5 separate regions of the Mus musculus genome follow, and all the other regions are linked to region 4. The links are chromatin contacts, called in public ChIA-PET, Micro-C and promoter capture Hi-C maps. All regions are on one chromosome and are shown on one strand. Each heading gives the region's core, a stretch centred on a gene start, on an enhancer-like site or on the middle of the called end of the contact. The rest is flanking DNA. Distances are from core to core; before and after follow the strand shown. Region 1 overlaps Bsn (bassoon). Region 2 holds the start of Apeh (acylpeptide hydrolase). Region 3 holds the start of Gmppb (GDP-mannose pyrophosphorylase B). Region 4 holds the start of Dag1 (dystroglycan 1). Region 5 holds the start of Usp19 (ubiquitin specific peptidase 19).

Evidence for each region. Promoter capture Hi-C pulls out the DNA fragments that hold promoters and counts their contacts. Hi-C and Micro-C count contacts between places; a contact is called where the count stands out from the background. ChIA-PET counts read pairs in DNA pulled down with a chosen protein or histone mark.
Region 1: an RNA polymerase II ChIA-PET map of memory CD8 T cells shows a contact between it and region 4, with 28 read pairs. The contact joins the enhancer-like site here to the promoter of Dag1 in region 4. A contact is called at or near these places in 3 of 39 promoter capture datasets (cranial neural crest, hippocampal neurons and liver), 10 of 484 Hi-C or Micro-C datasets (CD8 T cells, the G1E-ER4 cell line, differentiating embryonic stem cells and 6 more), 15 of 115 datasets of contacts at active chromatin or transcription factors (the 230-238 cell line, the SCID.adh cell line, bone marrow-derived macrophages and 9 more) and 3 of 9 other capture datasets (adipose tissue, liver and pancreatic islet).
Region 2: a contact with region 4 is called in a promoter capture Hi-C map of the HPC-7 cell line, with 6 times the contacts expected there. The contact joins the promoter of Apeh here to the promoter of Dag1 in region 4. A contact is called at or near these places in 26 of 39 promoter capture datasets (the 3T3-L1 cell line, the C10 cell line, the HPC-7 cell line and 15 more), 3 of 15 datasets of contacts at CTCF or cohesin (the NIH/3T3 cell line, embryonic stem cells and pro-B cells), 55 of 484 Hi-C or Micro-C datasets (the 63-12 cell line, B cells, the C3H10T1/2 cell line and 35 more), 33 of 115 datasets of contacts at active chromatin or transcription factors (the 230-238 cell line, the SCID.adh cell line, bone marrow-derived macrophages and 22 more) and 5 of 9 other capture datasets (adipose tissue, embryonic stem cells, liver and 2 more).
Region 3: an RNA polymerase II ChIA-PET map of memory CD8 T cells shows a contact between it and region 4, with 103 read pairs. The contact joins the promoter of Gmppb here to the promoter of Dag1 in region 4. A contact is called at or near these places in 2 of 39 promoter capture datasets (erythroid cells and pre-B cells), 1 of 484 Hi-C or Micro-C datasets (embryonic stem cells), 6 of 115 datasets of contacts at active chromatin or transcription factors (bone marrow-derived macrophages, differentiating embryonic stem cells, embryonic stem cells and 3 more) and 3 of 9 other capture datasets (adipose tissue, liver and pancreatic islet).
Region 5: a Micro-C map of embryonic stem cells shows a contact between it and region 4, with 3 times the contacts expected there. The contact joins the promoter of Usp19 here to the promoter of Dag1 in region 4. A contact is called at or near these places in 4 of 39 promoter capture datasets (the C10 cell line, cranial neural crest and neural stem cells), 3 of 484 Hi-C or Micro-C datasets (CD4 T cells, cardiomyocytes and embryonic stem cells), 8 of 115 datasets of contacts at active chromatin or transcription factors (bone marrow-derived macrophages, embryonic midbrain, embryonic stem cells and 4 more) and 4 of 9 other capture datasets (adipose tissue, liver, macrophages and 1 more).

The regions. Positions count from the first base shown.
Region 1 is chr9:108,118,896-108,121,595 of GRCm38.p6, forward strand. The region is part of intron 3 of Bsn (bassoon); the gene reads right to left. Among named protein-coding and RNA genes, the nearest start is that of 4930447F24Rik, 13 kb to the right of the region's middle. Within about 2 kb of position 1,311, at least 143 of the 459 cell types and tissues checked have an H3K27ac peak or open chromatin away from gene starts, as enhancers often do. A contact at or near this core is called in CD8 T cells, the G1E-ER4 cell line, bone marrow-derived macrophages and 3 more, where this site is marked.
Region 2 is chr9:108,093,146-108,095,845 of GRCm38.p6, forward strand. Apeh (acylpeptide hydrolase) reads right to left here and starts at 1,335. Exons shown (of 22, transcript NM_146226.2): 1 at 1,290-1,335; 2 at 1,082-1,214; 3 at 477-603. The coding sequence starts at 1,301.
Region 3 is chr9:108,048,002-108,050,701 of GRCm38.p6, forward strand. Gmppb (GDP-mannose pyrophosphorylase B) reads left to right here and starts at 1,263. Exons shown (of 9, transcript NM_177910.4): 1 at 1,263-1,644; 2 at 1,760-1,840; 3 at 1,928-1,976; 4 at 2,114-2,256; 5 at 2,450-2,608; 6 at 2,693-2,700. The coding sequence starts at 1,516. It overlaps Ip6k1 (inositol hexaphosphate kinase 1), which reads left to right. Exons shown (of 6, transcript NM_013785.2): 6 at 1-781.
Region 4 is chr9:108,262,406-108,265,105 of GRCm38.p6, forward strand. Dag1 (dystroglycan 1) reads right to left here and starts at 1,410. Exons shown (of 4, transcript NM_001276482.1): 1 at 1,220-1,410.
Region 5 is chr9:108,489,382-108,492,081 of GRCm38.p6, forward strand. Usp19 (ubiquitin specific peptidase 19) reads left to right here and starts at 1,295. Exons shown (of 27, transcript NM_027804.4): 1 at 1,295-1,514. Lamb2 (laminin, beta 2) reads left to right here. Exons shown (of 33, transcript NM_008483.3): 30 at 72-213; 31 at 396-572; 32 at 665-824; 33 at 903-1,149. The coding sequence ends at 1,039.

The DNA of each region.
Region 1 (2,700 bases), core at 61-2,560, 140 kb before region 4:
AGTGTGCACCGCCACTGCCCCGCATCACTATTTATCATTATTATTAGCCACCACTCTTAAAAATCACTCAGTTTCAGGACCAGGGCTAAAGGCTGAAGACAGGGTCATGATGGCGATGACACACAGGGACCAGCACTGCTATAGTCTGAATGTGAACTGTTCCTACAAAACAAAGGCCTGTGTGTCTGAATACTTGGTCCGAAGCTGCTAGTGCTGCTTGGGAGGTGGTGGAACCTTTGGACATAGATTCTAAGGAGCTGTAATGGGTTGCTAAGGGAAGGTCTTTGAAGGTGATACCTACTTCTGGTTCCGGATCAAATTCTCTGCTTCCTGATCTGGTAAGATGTGAATGAGCTGTGCCCTAAGCCTCCATTGCCACAATCAGTGCCACCTCGGCTACCATGGTCCCCTCTAAAGTGGCAGTCAAAACAAACCTCGCCTCCTTTAAGTTCCTTCTATCTGCAATTTGGTCACTGCAATGAGAAGTGACTGATAGAAGCCCTTCCTGGAACCCACAGCCCTAAACAAGCCATGATAAATATGTCAAAGGAATCAGCAGGAAGTCCTAAGACTGCTAGAAACCAATTCTTCAAATCCCAGCTGACTGCACATGGCTGGGACTTGGACATCTCTGGTCCCTGAGTCAGGGGTTCTAGACCCACAGTAGGTCTAGCTGGACAGGAATATGTTGCTTTGGCTACATGAGGTAATGGGAATGAGGGTAACAGCCTAGCCCAGCCCAGAACAGCACCCTACTAACTGCTCAGTGCACACTTGCCCTTGTCACAGTGCCTAGACATGGGCTCCTCCCAGGAGCAGTACCATGAGAAAGACCATTATGTCTTGAGAAAGAGCCAAGGCATAGGAAAAAATGGTGTCCTGTTACTTTTGCTGCCTCAGACACACCTCTGAACCACCTCTGGTCTGTTGAACCCACTCCAGAAGCAGCAATCTAAAAGACAGTGAGGGTACCCTGGAAGGGCAGCATGGACAAAGGCAGAGCCCGTGTCCGGGGCTAGCCCCTGCAGAGGCCTGCTTATCTGTACCCACAAGTAAGGCCTTTAGTAGGCATGCTGCCAGTGGTCACAGGCTGGCTGGGACTTTGCTCCTTCACAGGTATATTCATGGAGGCAGCCGGGTTTCAGGAAAGCTTCCTGGTGGCTCTCTTGCTCCTGGCTCTGCTTTGTAAGCAGTGAGAAAGGGCGGGCGGGGGGGGGGGGGTGCGGGGAGAAGGCGGTGTGTGAAGGAAGAGCTAAAAATAAGCACTTGACCCGCCTGCTGGAGGCCCTTCACAGCCCACTGGGAGCAGGAGCAGTGTACAAGCACGGAGGCTGGGAGGAGCTGGGCAGAGGACTGGCCAAAGCCTCCTCCTGGGTATGGGTGAAAGGCAGGCCATGTGCAACGCCCACACCTAGGAGTCTGAGCACAGCTGTTGAGGTATCAACTCATTCATTCAATCTACCTCCATCTCAGCCCCACCCCAATGTGCCCCCACCTCCACCCCTGATCCTTCCGTTTCTGGATCGTCCACCCATTCATTCTCTCCCTTGAGTCTTATCTCCTTACTTCATTCATTCACCCACTCAGAATATGACTGTCTCCCTTGCTAAGCCCTGCCCAGCCCCAGCAGAGGGAGGTTGGCTGGCTGGCTGTCCTTTTTGCTTGGCTCTTTGGTGAGCAGCCAGAGAATGGACAACGGGGAGACTGATGACCACCTCTGCCTTGTTAGTCCTTTTGGGGACAGGAAGATACAGATCTCCCAAGAACAATCATCAGCTCCAGTTGGGAGATGTAAAGGCGTGTACCGAGGAGCTCAGTGGTTCAAGGCGGCATTTCTGCACAAGTGTCCGAGCACAGCATCACACCCGGTTCTCATGGAAACCAAAGATGATCATTAGAGCTTCCAATCCACACACAAGGGGAAGGAAGTAAAGTGTGTGTGGGGGGTGAAGTATGGGGAAACCCCAAAGCATGTGAGAACTGTGGTCTCTGAGTCACCGGCCAGTGAGGACTGGGAGACTGTGTGGGGTTGTGTGGGATGCTGGGCATCCTGACACTGTCTAAAGGAGGCCACAGGCCTGTTCTCTGAGTTTGTGGAGCTGCCTGTGTGCCAGCTCTTGTGGCCCATCCTGATCTACACCTCATGGCCAGCTACCTGGCTTTCCACGCCGCTGGACCACAGGGCAGCTCAGTACAGTGGCTCAGGCCTATAATTTTGAGAGGCTGACCCAAGAGAGTTGCCATGAGTTTGAGGCCAGCCTTGGCTAAAAAGAGAGATTCTGTCTCACAGAACCAAATACCTCCCTCAAAATAAATAAACAAACAAACAAACAAACACCCACAAAAGAAACCCAAAAGGTAAAGACTCAGACACTGGGCCACAGGCACGGCCAGTCTCAGCGCTGCTGGACTTTTACGATTGTGTAATGTCCATTCCACCCCATGGCCCTGGGTATACCCAAGCTCCTCCTTTCTGCCTCCTAGAAGGAAGCCTTACCCAGTGTGTGCAGTGTGCTCCCTGGAAGCTGAGATGTGCCCCTCTCATGCCCTAGCCCCAAGCATGTTCATTCCCCATGCAGTTCTCCTCCGGGATCCCCGAGCCTATCCTGGCCACAGTGTTTACGGTGAGGAGTCCTCCCCTCAGGGAATACCTTGGGTCCAGTGTTCCGACTGGAGGATTGGCTGTTGTAAGGACTTACA
Region 2 (2,700 bases), core at 85-2,584, 170 kb before region 4:
CTGGTCACAACCTCTTAGCTGAGTCTCTGTCTCTGTCTGTCTGTCTGTCTCTCTCTCCTTTCTTTATAAGCCCTTTTAGGTCTGGCGTTATAAAATCAGAATTGGCCGCACAGGAGGCTATCTCCCAGCTAACTGGGACTCTGAAATCATACCAGCCCATGAAGCACTCCCAGCCTCAAGCTGGCTGGCCTTTTTTCTCTTCCTTAGGTTACTGACTCGACTGTCTCCAGAGTCCTAGGGACCTAGGCCCTAGTTTAGAAGAAGCTCCTAGTATTTATCAGGCCATGTCTCCAGAGACCAGACAAGCTCTCAGGGGTCAGGCACCTTGCTCTTTGCTCCCCTGAAGCCACCCAAAGTTGTCCCTGAAGGGGATAGGCACAGAGCACAACACCCTAAGGACACATGGCGACATTTATGAAAGGCTAGCAAGGCAGGTGGCTGCGGTCTTGTCTACAGACTGCTCCTGTCACACTTACTCCCCCCGGGTTTCCACACTGTTGCCCGCAGGCCCGGCAAACACCACCGAGTCTCCATCATGGAACACTAGGTACTGGCGGCAGAATCGGATGTTCTCCATTCGATCCAAGTCCCTCTGAGTCCACTCTGCAAGGGAGGCAGGGGGCTGCTCAACTTGTCTGGGCCAGTTTGGACCACTGCCCACCAATCAAGGCCTATCTTTCCCAGTCTGTCTCCGGACAGCCTGAGTATAGCCTGGACAACACTTCACTTAATATAACCTAAGCCTAGGCTCCCAGAGCCTGAGCTGACGGTCAGAGAGAACCCACTACCAACCACAGAATTTTAAGGGCAACATAGCTGTTGTTGGGTTGTAGAATGTAAGGGCCGGAGAGTCCTGCGAGGCCCACACCTTGCACTCAGGTCTGAATTTTACTCCCACACCTTCAACTCATTTACGGAATTATTTATCAGTAAGGCTAGTGCAGCCCCCAAAACACCTGTGCGCAGGAACTACAGTTGGGTTTCCTCCCCAAACCCGTGTCAAGCAGCGTGCCCTCCACAGTCCCCATCTCTCCACCTGGATGCACGGCCCGTCGCCACCCAGTTCCCTCGGTCTACACACCAGTGTGCACAGTCCGATAGAGGCCCCCATACTGCGTGGTGACCTCCGGGCCCAGGCAGGCGGCGCTCAGCGAAGGCTGGCGGCTAAGGCCCCGGTACAGCGCTGCCGCCTCCTGGGGCTCACTCAGCAGCACCTGCGCAGGGGACACACCAGGGTCAGGCTCAGCCCGGGCTACGGAGGCCACGGGGGCCACGGGCCGAGCCCTCACCTGACGCTCCATAGTCGGTCTTTCGGTAGCAGCTAAGTCCCGGAAGTGAAGCTCCGGGGGCGGGGCCTAAGGCGGTCCCCAGTTTCCGCTACACTCAGTGGCGACCTGGGACCCGCAGGGCCCTGTATAAGCTCCGGCCAGTCGGCAGGGGGCGGGGCCTGGATAGTAAGAAGGCGGGGCCTACGAAGGAGCCGCCCGGAGGGGAGGAGCGGGAAACAAAAATTCAGTCGAAGACTAGGCAAGTGGGAGGCAGAATCAGGGAGTCGAGTCCTGGGATTTTTAGAGAGGGGAGGCTCCGAGGAGTGAGGGCGGACGTATAGCAGCAGAATACAGAGCCGGTGTTCAGAGACAGGGCAGGTCTGGGAGGAGTGAAGGAAGTAGGATTGGACTCCAGCCGACTGTGAGCTGAAAGCTGCGGGATCAGAGAGAAAGCCCTGAGCGTTCGAAGGGTGGGGCTTCGGAGGAACACTAATGATCCTTAAGGATGAGGGGGCGGGGGCGGGGGCGGGGACGGGTGGGAACCGAATACAGAGACTAGCGGGTCTGTGAAAGCGGAATGTTGCGGGGCGCCTCAGTCGCAGGGATCTCTTTCAGCGCTCTCCCCATCTACTGCAAGCCAGGCGATTAGGAGTGGGAAACTTAGGTTCCCGGGTGGAGCCCTGGGGCGCCGGGCAAAGGGCGGTGCTGAACTCTCTGGGTGCTACCCTGGCTTATCAATCACCAGACTTGCCCCTAAAGCTATCTGTTGCCACAGCCTTAACCCGCCCTTCTCAGAAGCTCCTTGCTGCGGATCGTGAGCCGACTGGGTCTCAACCTACTCCAAGGGCCGATGTGGAGGGTCAGACTTCACCTAAGAGCAGCGAGCGTGCTGTGGAAAGAAGAGCCTAGGCAGACAGTCTCCTGCACACGACACAGGACTAGGTTGACTTAGGTGACAGCAGAGAGCAAGAGTGGTTGGGCAACAGTAGGTATCTCCCCCTCCTCCATATAGCTTGAGAGTGGCTGGTCTTTTAGACCAGCTATGGGCCCCCTTGAATGAGTGCTTTCTTTCTTACTTGAGGCAAAATTGATACTCTTTAATCTCTGTTTCTTATTTTCTAGTGCTGCTTAACTTATATTTGTTTAGTTTCTCTACGTAGTTCTGGCCTCAAACTCACAGAGACCCACCTATCTCTGTCTCCCAAGAGCTGGGATTAAATGTGTGGGCTATGATATCCAGCTTGAACTATTCTTGACTATACTAAGGATTAAAGTCTCAGCCATGGGGGACTGGGGGGGGGGGGGGAGTTTCGAACAAGGTAGGCAGATGTAAAGCTTGTTTGATAGCACCAGGGGGCAGCACTTGCCCATCTAGCTCCTGGGAACCAGGATCCTGAAAACTGTCTGGTGGCTTAGGACAAGCCTTTGCACC
Region 3 (2,700 bases), core at 13-2,512, 210 kb before region 4:
TAGGTGGTGGCAAGTGTGTGCGAACACTTTTACCACTGCTCTTCTGCCTGTCCCAGGCTAGAGCCCTGTCTTTTTCCTGACAGGTCCTGCCTTCCCAATCATCAATTTGGGACCAAAGTGCAACTAGGGATCATGGGTTGGGAGCTCACATTACCCCTTTCCATTGTATTTCCCGGGCCAAGCCCATACCAGCCCGGGGAGATGGGTGGGAGTGAAATGGGATGGGTGCTGCTGGAAGAGGAAGGGACCAGTAGAGCAATGTCCTTGCCTGGGATTCTACCCCTCTCAGCTGTGGGCCGTGCAGTGGTGTGGGGATTCATTCTCTCCTAGGGGCAAGGGACCTGGGCTCGGACAGTATCCGTTCAGTATCCGCTGCTCATTCGCTCACATCTGGCCACGTGCACGTTCCCTAGATGCAAACTGCTTTGAACTTTACAGCTATATAAGTTGGTTGTGTGTGTGTGCTCATTTTAAAAACTACATTTTAACGAGGAAAAAGGAGAACCTGGGGAAATTTCCTTTGCTTCTGTGGAGGAAATGTAAGACTTGGAATTCTGGAAATTGTTATCTGCTCCTCTTTCCTGGAAGCTACACACCCTAAGACCTGCGCCTGGATGCATACGTGGCTCCACTGGCGCTTAGGCGCGCTTGCATTTTCCCCAGGTCTTCTGTGTGGTGGAGAGGAGTGCTTGGCCCAAGCCGGCCCTTTTCTGTACACCCAGCGCTATCCGCCCGCTTGTGTCTGGTCGTATACGTCAAAATAAAGCCTCTAGAAACTGAACTCTGTCCAAGTCTGTGTGAAAACTTCATCGCCTCCGGTTGGGCCGACATGGCTAGTCTAGGGATCGGGCTGAGCTGGGTCGGGACAGGTGCAGCGGGACAGTGCTGACACTGGGGGTGGGGGGTCGGGGGAGGCAGCACGGGAGGGGTTGGATATAGGGGTCAGAGCAAGTGTTGAGGGGCGGGGTCATCAGGGCGAACCTGGAGTGGCCTTTGGGGGGGTAGGCGGCGTCGGCGGGGCGGGGCGGGGCGGGGCGGGGCAGATGGCAGCTGCCGCGTGGCGGACTGGGTTCCGATAGGAAGCTAAGCCTCCTCTTTCGGTTCCGCCTTTAGATCCGCCAATGGGCATCTGACTCGCGAGTTCTCCGGGTCCCCATGGCAGCCCAGGGCGTTGGAAATCTAATTGGCTACGTCCGCCGCAGCGTAAAGTCTGACGCTCGGCTGCGGGCGGCCCTGCCACGTAGATTGGCTCTCCCTGTTACGTCACTGGCTGCGCCGCCTCCGGCCGGAACTCCGGACCAGCCGGTCTCCAACCAGTTCCTCGTCTTCTGTTCTGGCTGATCCTGGACCCCACATCAGGGTAGAGCAGGGGGGCGAGGTGACACCAGAGTTGGTCAGTCTAGTTGGTGAAACGTGCAGGTCAGGGCACGGCGTTGGGAGTGCGCGGCAGGGGTCGGTCAGGCGGCCTGTAAGTACTTTGGACCGATAGATCCACTTCTAACATCTGCAGACGCCATGAAGGCACTGATCTTGGTGGGAGGGTATGGGACACGGTTGCGGCCGCTGACGTTGAGCACTCCGAAGCCATTGGTGGACTTCTGCAATAAGCCCATCTTGCTGCATCAAGTGGAGGCGCTTGCTGCGGTAAGGCCGTGGGTCTGTTATGGCGGGAAGAGGGATGGATAGTGACTGGGAGGCCAGGGGTGGTCATACCTTGTGACTGAGCCAGTCAACTAGCACACCTTATTGTGTCTGACAGGCAGGTGTGGACCACGTGATCCTGGCAGTGAGCTACATGTCACAGATGTTGGAGAAGGAAATGAAGGCACAAGAGCAAAGGGTGAGGCATGGACTTAGCCCTTTCTTTAGGTCCCTGGGGCTCTTACCATTGGAGGAGGAACATAACCAGATGGCTTCTTCTTTCCAGCTTGGAATCCGAATCTCTATGTCTCATGAAGAGGAGCCTTTGGGGACAGGTCAGTATAAGGAAGGCCCTTGGGCAAACTTTAGGGCCAGCAAAGAGGTATCCAATCTGGGCGGATGGGTGGGGCCTCTGGAGTCTGGACCTAGGCCCCTAGCAAGGTGGTAACTTATGACTTGTCCCCTTCTCTAGCTGGGCCTCTGGCGTTGGCCCGAGACCTACTATCTGAGACTGCCGACCCTTTCTTCGTTCTCAACAGTGATGTGATATGTGATTTCCCCTTCCAAGCCATGGTGCAGTTTCATCGGCACCATGGCCAAGAGGGCTCCATCTTGGTAAGAGAAGATTTCCTCTGACATTCCCACCCTCACATGGAGTCTTTCCTGACCCCTGGTCTTAAACTCTGTTTTGCTACAAAGCTATGCAGAATGTCTTTGGGGGAGAGCCTTTGAGATGTGGGATAGGCATATTTATCAAGAGTAAAGAAAACTGGACTAGGCCTAAGGTACCCTCCACCTCTATATTCAGGTTACCAAGGTGGAAGAGCCTTCCAAGTATGGTGTGGTGGTATGTGAGGCTGACACAGGCCGCATCCACCGTTTTGTTGAGAAGCCACAGGTGTTTGTGTCCAATAAGATCAACGCAGGCATGTACATCCTGAGCCCTGCTGTGCTGCAGCGCATCCAGGTGTGTAGGAGAGAACTGCTGGGCGGGCTGGGGTGGAGCAGGCCTCTGCTGTGTGGCCTGCTCACAAATTGCCCACTTCCACAGCTGAAGCC
Region 4 (2,700 bases), core at 160-2,659:
TTGCACATTCCCACCCGGTGCTGCCTGCATAGTGCTACTTACTCCTACCTTCACACAGGATCCCACACGCCTTGCAACTAACTCCCTAGTGAGATCTGATTTCTCCAATAGCCCCTATGTCCTTTAAGCACGCTGACCATGTCCTTGACTTCAAGGCAAAAAGAACTTCAATTCTCCATATTTAAACCATCGATCTGTACAACCCGTTACCGTGGAATTCTTTTTCTAAACTAGAACATTCTGAAAGTATGTCTCTTGCTCATTAAGCACAATATATACTAATATGATTGCAACACCCCATCTCCATCAGATTCCAAAACATCTGGAAGCACACCCAACTCTAGCTGGAGTTATGTTCTATAAACACCACCCTCACTTCACGAGTCTGGCTTCCACGCCAAGAACTACTTCTACTCGCTTATTTAGGGAAACAGCAGGCTGGACTCTCAAGTTAGACCTCTAGGCTATAAAGGTACTGTCCCAGACTAGGCGGACCAGTCAAAACTTCGTCATCACCACGAAAACTAATCTTGATGTAATTCAACTTAACAAAAGCTTCTCAAATTGTAGAGATTAAGAGGTGTGTTTTTAATTGCCCGTTGAGTTTGTCAATAAATGAACTTGGGAGTTATAGCAAAGGACTCTGAGTCAACATGGTGTTCCCTCTGGGAACATTTTCCAAATATACTCGCAAGTGAACCTGATTTCCCAAATACCCACTGCAAAGGTAGTAAAGGAGTCTCCCACAGAAGCGCAACCGAGGGGGAGGAAAGAACCCCAAGACTCGGAGCAGCTCAAAGCAAGAGGCGGGGGCGGCGCCCTTCCCAGCCTCTGGCAGGAGCCCCACAGTAGAGATGCCTCCTAACTGGGCCGCGACCCCCACTGGCAACCCGGAGGCAGCCCGCAGGCCGCACACGCCCGCGGCCGATGCACAGGCCCCGCGTTCCCGGGAGCGCGGGCCGGGGCCGAGGCCTGGCCCGTCGCCGCGGCGCGCAGCTCCGGCCTCAGCCTTCAGCTACCGGACGGAGAGCCGAGGGGCGGCTCCGCACGGACGGCGGCGGCGCCGCCTCCTCACCCGCAAGGACGTCCGTGGCCGTGTCCCCGCCCCGGGCCGAAAGGGAGCAGCAGCAGGTGTTCCGCGGAAGGCTCGGTCGGCTGCAGCGGGGATCCCGGCCCCAGCAGGCAGGCACCGGGAGGCAGAGGCGGGAGGCGCACTCACCCAGCACCACGGGCAGGCCGCGGCAGGTGTTCGCTCCTCCGGGCCCAGGGACACCGCCGCCACTCCCCGGGGACTCCGCGCGAAGCTACCGCCGCTGCCGCCCCCGAGCCCCAGGAGCGCGAGCGCCGCGCCGCAGCCTCCGCGCGATCACGTACCGAGCGGTGAGAGGGCGCCGAGCGCGAGGGCGGGGCGCGCGGCCGGAGCCTAGCAACCGCCTGACACGCGAGTGCCGCAGCCAATCCCACGGCCGACTCGGAGCGGCGCCGACTAGCCTTCAGCGCGCGGCCCGCTTCTGCCTGCGTCGCTAGCCCCGCAGCGCGCCGCACCCGCGCACAGGCCCCGCCCCGTCCCGCACCTCTCTGCCCATTGGCCTGTCACGCCCCCGCCCCAAAAGCCACGCCCCGACGTAGAGGCCCCGCCCCCGAAGTCGACCAAGTGGGTCCCGGGACACGCCTTAGCCAGTCCGGGTAGCTGGGAGCGCTTGCTAGCTGGGGTGGGGGAGGGGCACCTTTCCCAACTTCTCCCGAAGAATAAATCGAGGTATGGACAGGCCGGCGAACCGGTCCGGCCACAACAAGCCACCACACAGCTGCCCCCTAATTTCCTTCGAGCAAAACGCAAGCGGTATCTAAACCATTCAAACACTCAGGAAGCGCCCTCCCAATTGCAAAGGAAGAGAGGCCTTGTTACCCTCTCCTTAATATGGATGGAGAAACTAAGGCCAGATCCGGGTGGGTGGGCAGGAAGGTAACCCATTTCTTTAGTGCTGGCCATACAACAGGCTTCCCCTCCCCCTCCTTGGAAAGCTAAAATCCAATGCCTCCTCTGGAGCTCAAAATAGCTCTGACCCGCTAGCACAGGTCACTCACCCCCCGGTGGCCCACATTCTTTAGATGGGTGGTTACTGCTAGAATCTGGCCTCCCCCATTTATGGAGGGTCCTAAAGTAGTTCTTAACTCTCCTGGGCTCACCAGAGGGCCCAAACTCCAGAGACTGGAGATTTAACAAGTTACTAAACCTGACAGTGCATAATACCTGTGGAAATCAGAACTGTGGTAGGCTCTGCTCCCTTCCTAACTGACCCCACACTGCTAGAAGGAATCCATTCCTCTTTGGCCTAGGGCCAGGCTGGAGTTTCAGACACAAGCTGTTATCAGTAAACTCATTCTGAATACAGACCCGGCGGCTACTCAGCCTGGGATTCCTGCCTAAAGGACGGGCAGTTCTCTTCAGAAGAGTCTAGGAGAAAAAATTTTCAGGAAGAAATGCCCTACCTCAAATACCTGTTTGCAATTTCTCAATTCTTACGTGACTAACTCATAGAGCCTAGAAAAGGAAGAGGAACTAAAATCCAGGAGAGCAAGAGCAGGCCATCCCTTGGATGTTAATAAACTGAAGAGTTAATGGCTTCTCAGATTCTGACTTTAAGACTGTACCATTTTAGAAAGGCTGAGAATGAGCTGGCCATGGTTGCTGCCGTC
Region 5 (2,700 bases), core at 45-2,544, 230 kb after region 4:
CCCCAAGCCTGGTCCCCATTCCTGAAACCTGGTCCTGATACCTGTAGACCCTGATCTCCCCTCTTCCTCAGGAGCCGGGCCGAGGGTGAGAGACAGAAGGCAGAGACAGTCCAAGCGGCACTGGAGGAGGCTCAGAGGGCACAAGGAGCTGCTCAGGGTGCCATCTGGGGAGCAGTGGTTGACACACAAAACACAGAGCAGACCCTGCAGCGGGTATGACTTCCTTAGGACGAGGTGATGGGCATGTACTAAGGATCTGGCTTGCTTTGTCTGGGACAGGGAGGTCTTACTGTGTAGCCCTGGGCAGCCTGGAAGTTACAGAGATCAACTTGCTTCTCCTTCTCAGTTGCTGGTACTAAAGGTGGATTTGTTAAACCTGGGCCTTTCTGTGGCAGGTCCAGGAGAGGATGGCAGGTGCAGAGAAGTCTCTGAACTCTGCCGGTGAGCGGGCTCGGCAATTAGACGCCCTCCTGGAGGCCCTGAAACTGAAACGGGCAGGAAATAGCCTGGCAGCATCTACAGCGGAAGAAACAGCAGGCAGTGCCCAGAGCCGTGCCAGGGAGGCTGAGAAAGTGGGTTGGGCGAAGCCCTCTGGATGGGGTAGGGGTATTATAGTTAGAATTCCACTGAATTAGTATACCGACCCTGCCTCTTACATCTGCAGCAACTACGGGAACAAGTAGGTGACCAATACCAAACAGTGAGGGCGTTGGCAGAGCGGAAGGCTGAAGGTGTTCTGGCTGCACAAGCCAGGGCAGAACAACTGCGGGATGAGGCTCGGGACCTGTTGCAGGCCGCTCAGGATAAGCTGCAGCGGCTACAGGGTGAGGACCATGGTGGGCGGGAGCTAGAAAGGTGGGCTTGCGTGAGAAAAGACTTGAACTATTTCTTGACCCTTCTAGAGCTGGAGGGCACATATGAGGAGAACGAGCGTGCACTGGAGGGCAAAGCGGCCCAGCTGGATGGGCTGGAAGCCAGGATGCGCAGTGTGCTCCAGGCCATCAACTTGCAGGTCCAGATCTACAACACCTGCCAGTGACCACTCCCTAGGGCCTAGCCTTGTCGCCAAGCACTGTTCTGCACACGATCGTCCGCACATTAAAGAGCTCCTGGCTAGCAAGAGCTTTCAATAAACCTGTGTGAACCTCCTCTGTGTTGTCTGGCCTTTGATGGGAGGGGCGGAGGACCTTTATACACGCCATCAGCTGTAGGCTACCAGCAGAGGCCGAGCACCGGAACCCCTCCTCTTCCTTTCCCGCCCTCCCCAAAGCTGCCCTTCACCAAGAGCTCCCACTCTTGCCGGAAGTGCGTCATCAGCTCGGCACCCCGCCTCCCGTAGCCGTAGCTAGAAGTCGAAACAAAACAAGCGGCTGAAGCAGCGGCGAAGGCGGCGGTGGCGGAGGAGCCGGGACGGGGGAGGGGCGCGCCGGAACCGGAACCGACCCGACGCCGGAACCGGAATCGAGAGCGTGTTGCCAGGGCCCGAAGAGGGCTGGTGGCGGCGGTCTCGCTCGGTGAGTGGTGTGGGCCTCAAGTCGCCGGTTTGGCCGCAGCGGGGGAAGGCCGCAAGGTTGGCCCGGGGCGGGCCTGTTCAAGGTCACGGGCCGTGCCAGCCCCGACATCTCGAGCCTCGCGGCGTGCTCGGCCTACCGATGCCGACCGAGCCGTTATGCTACCCCTGTGGCCGGCCTCTCTGTTTTTAAGAGGATTAGCGGCGAGCGAGGGTGGCTTCCTGGAGGAGGTGGTGGCAGGCCTGGGATTCGGAGGCTGGAGGAGGGCAGCATCCTAGCCGGGGCGTTGGTCTGCGTTCAGTAACTCTGCGCAGCTTCTCTAACCAGCTGGGATCTCCGGATAGTTTCTCTGCCGCTTCGACGGCTTTCAGAGCATGGGGGAGGGATTCCGGCTGTGAATCGGGCCTCGGTGTAAGGAGGAAACGGCGGGTGCTCTGCCCAGAGGCCTGGACGGACTGTCACTAAAGATTCCGCTCATCACTCTTATCGTCCAAGGGTATTTTTATCACCCCACTCTCCCCTAAGGGAACACAGGCTACAGTTCAATCTCCTTCGTCTCGCAAGCCGGGCTTGAGGCTGCCAGGGCTAGTACTAGGTCTACGTTCCATCTCCACCCTCACTAGTTTTGAGAACTTCACTTTGGATGGAGGGAGCCCGAATCCACACACAGGTGGGAAACAGATCAGGCCTCCGTGGCTCAGAGCTGATGATGAAGGAAGGAACCTGGAGACAGGGGTGATGTCTGTTTCGTTGTTAAGCCTATCACCGTGTCTTAAAACTGGAGTCCACTCCTCATTTTTTTTTTTTTCGAGACAGGGTTTCTCTGTGTAGCCCTGGCTGTCCTGGAACTCACTCTGTAGACCAGGCTGGCCTCGAACTCAGAAAATCCGCCTGCCTCTGCCTCCCAAGTGCTGGGATTAAAGGCGTGCGCCACCACCACCCGCCTCCACTCCTAATCTTTAAGGCTGAGGAGAGAGAGATCGATCCTTCTTTAGGTGGAAACAAAAGATCAAGTTTCAGGAGCTGGTTTATGGCAAAAAATAGGAGCCGGCAGGAAGCAGACTAGATGCTTTAGTACCAGAGCCTTTCTGGTTAGTGGCAGCACCTGGGGCCGTTTTCAGCTTCAGAGTCTGCCCTTCTGCTGCTCTGACTATTCCTTGGTCTCCCTCTCTGCTGCCTGACTCCTTCA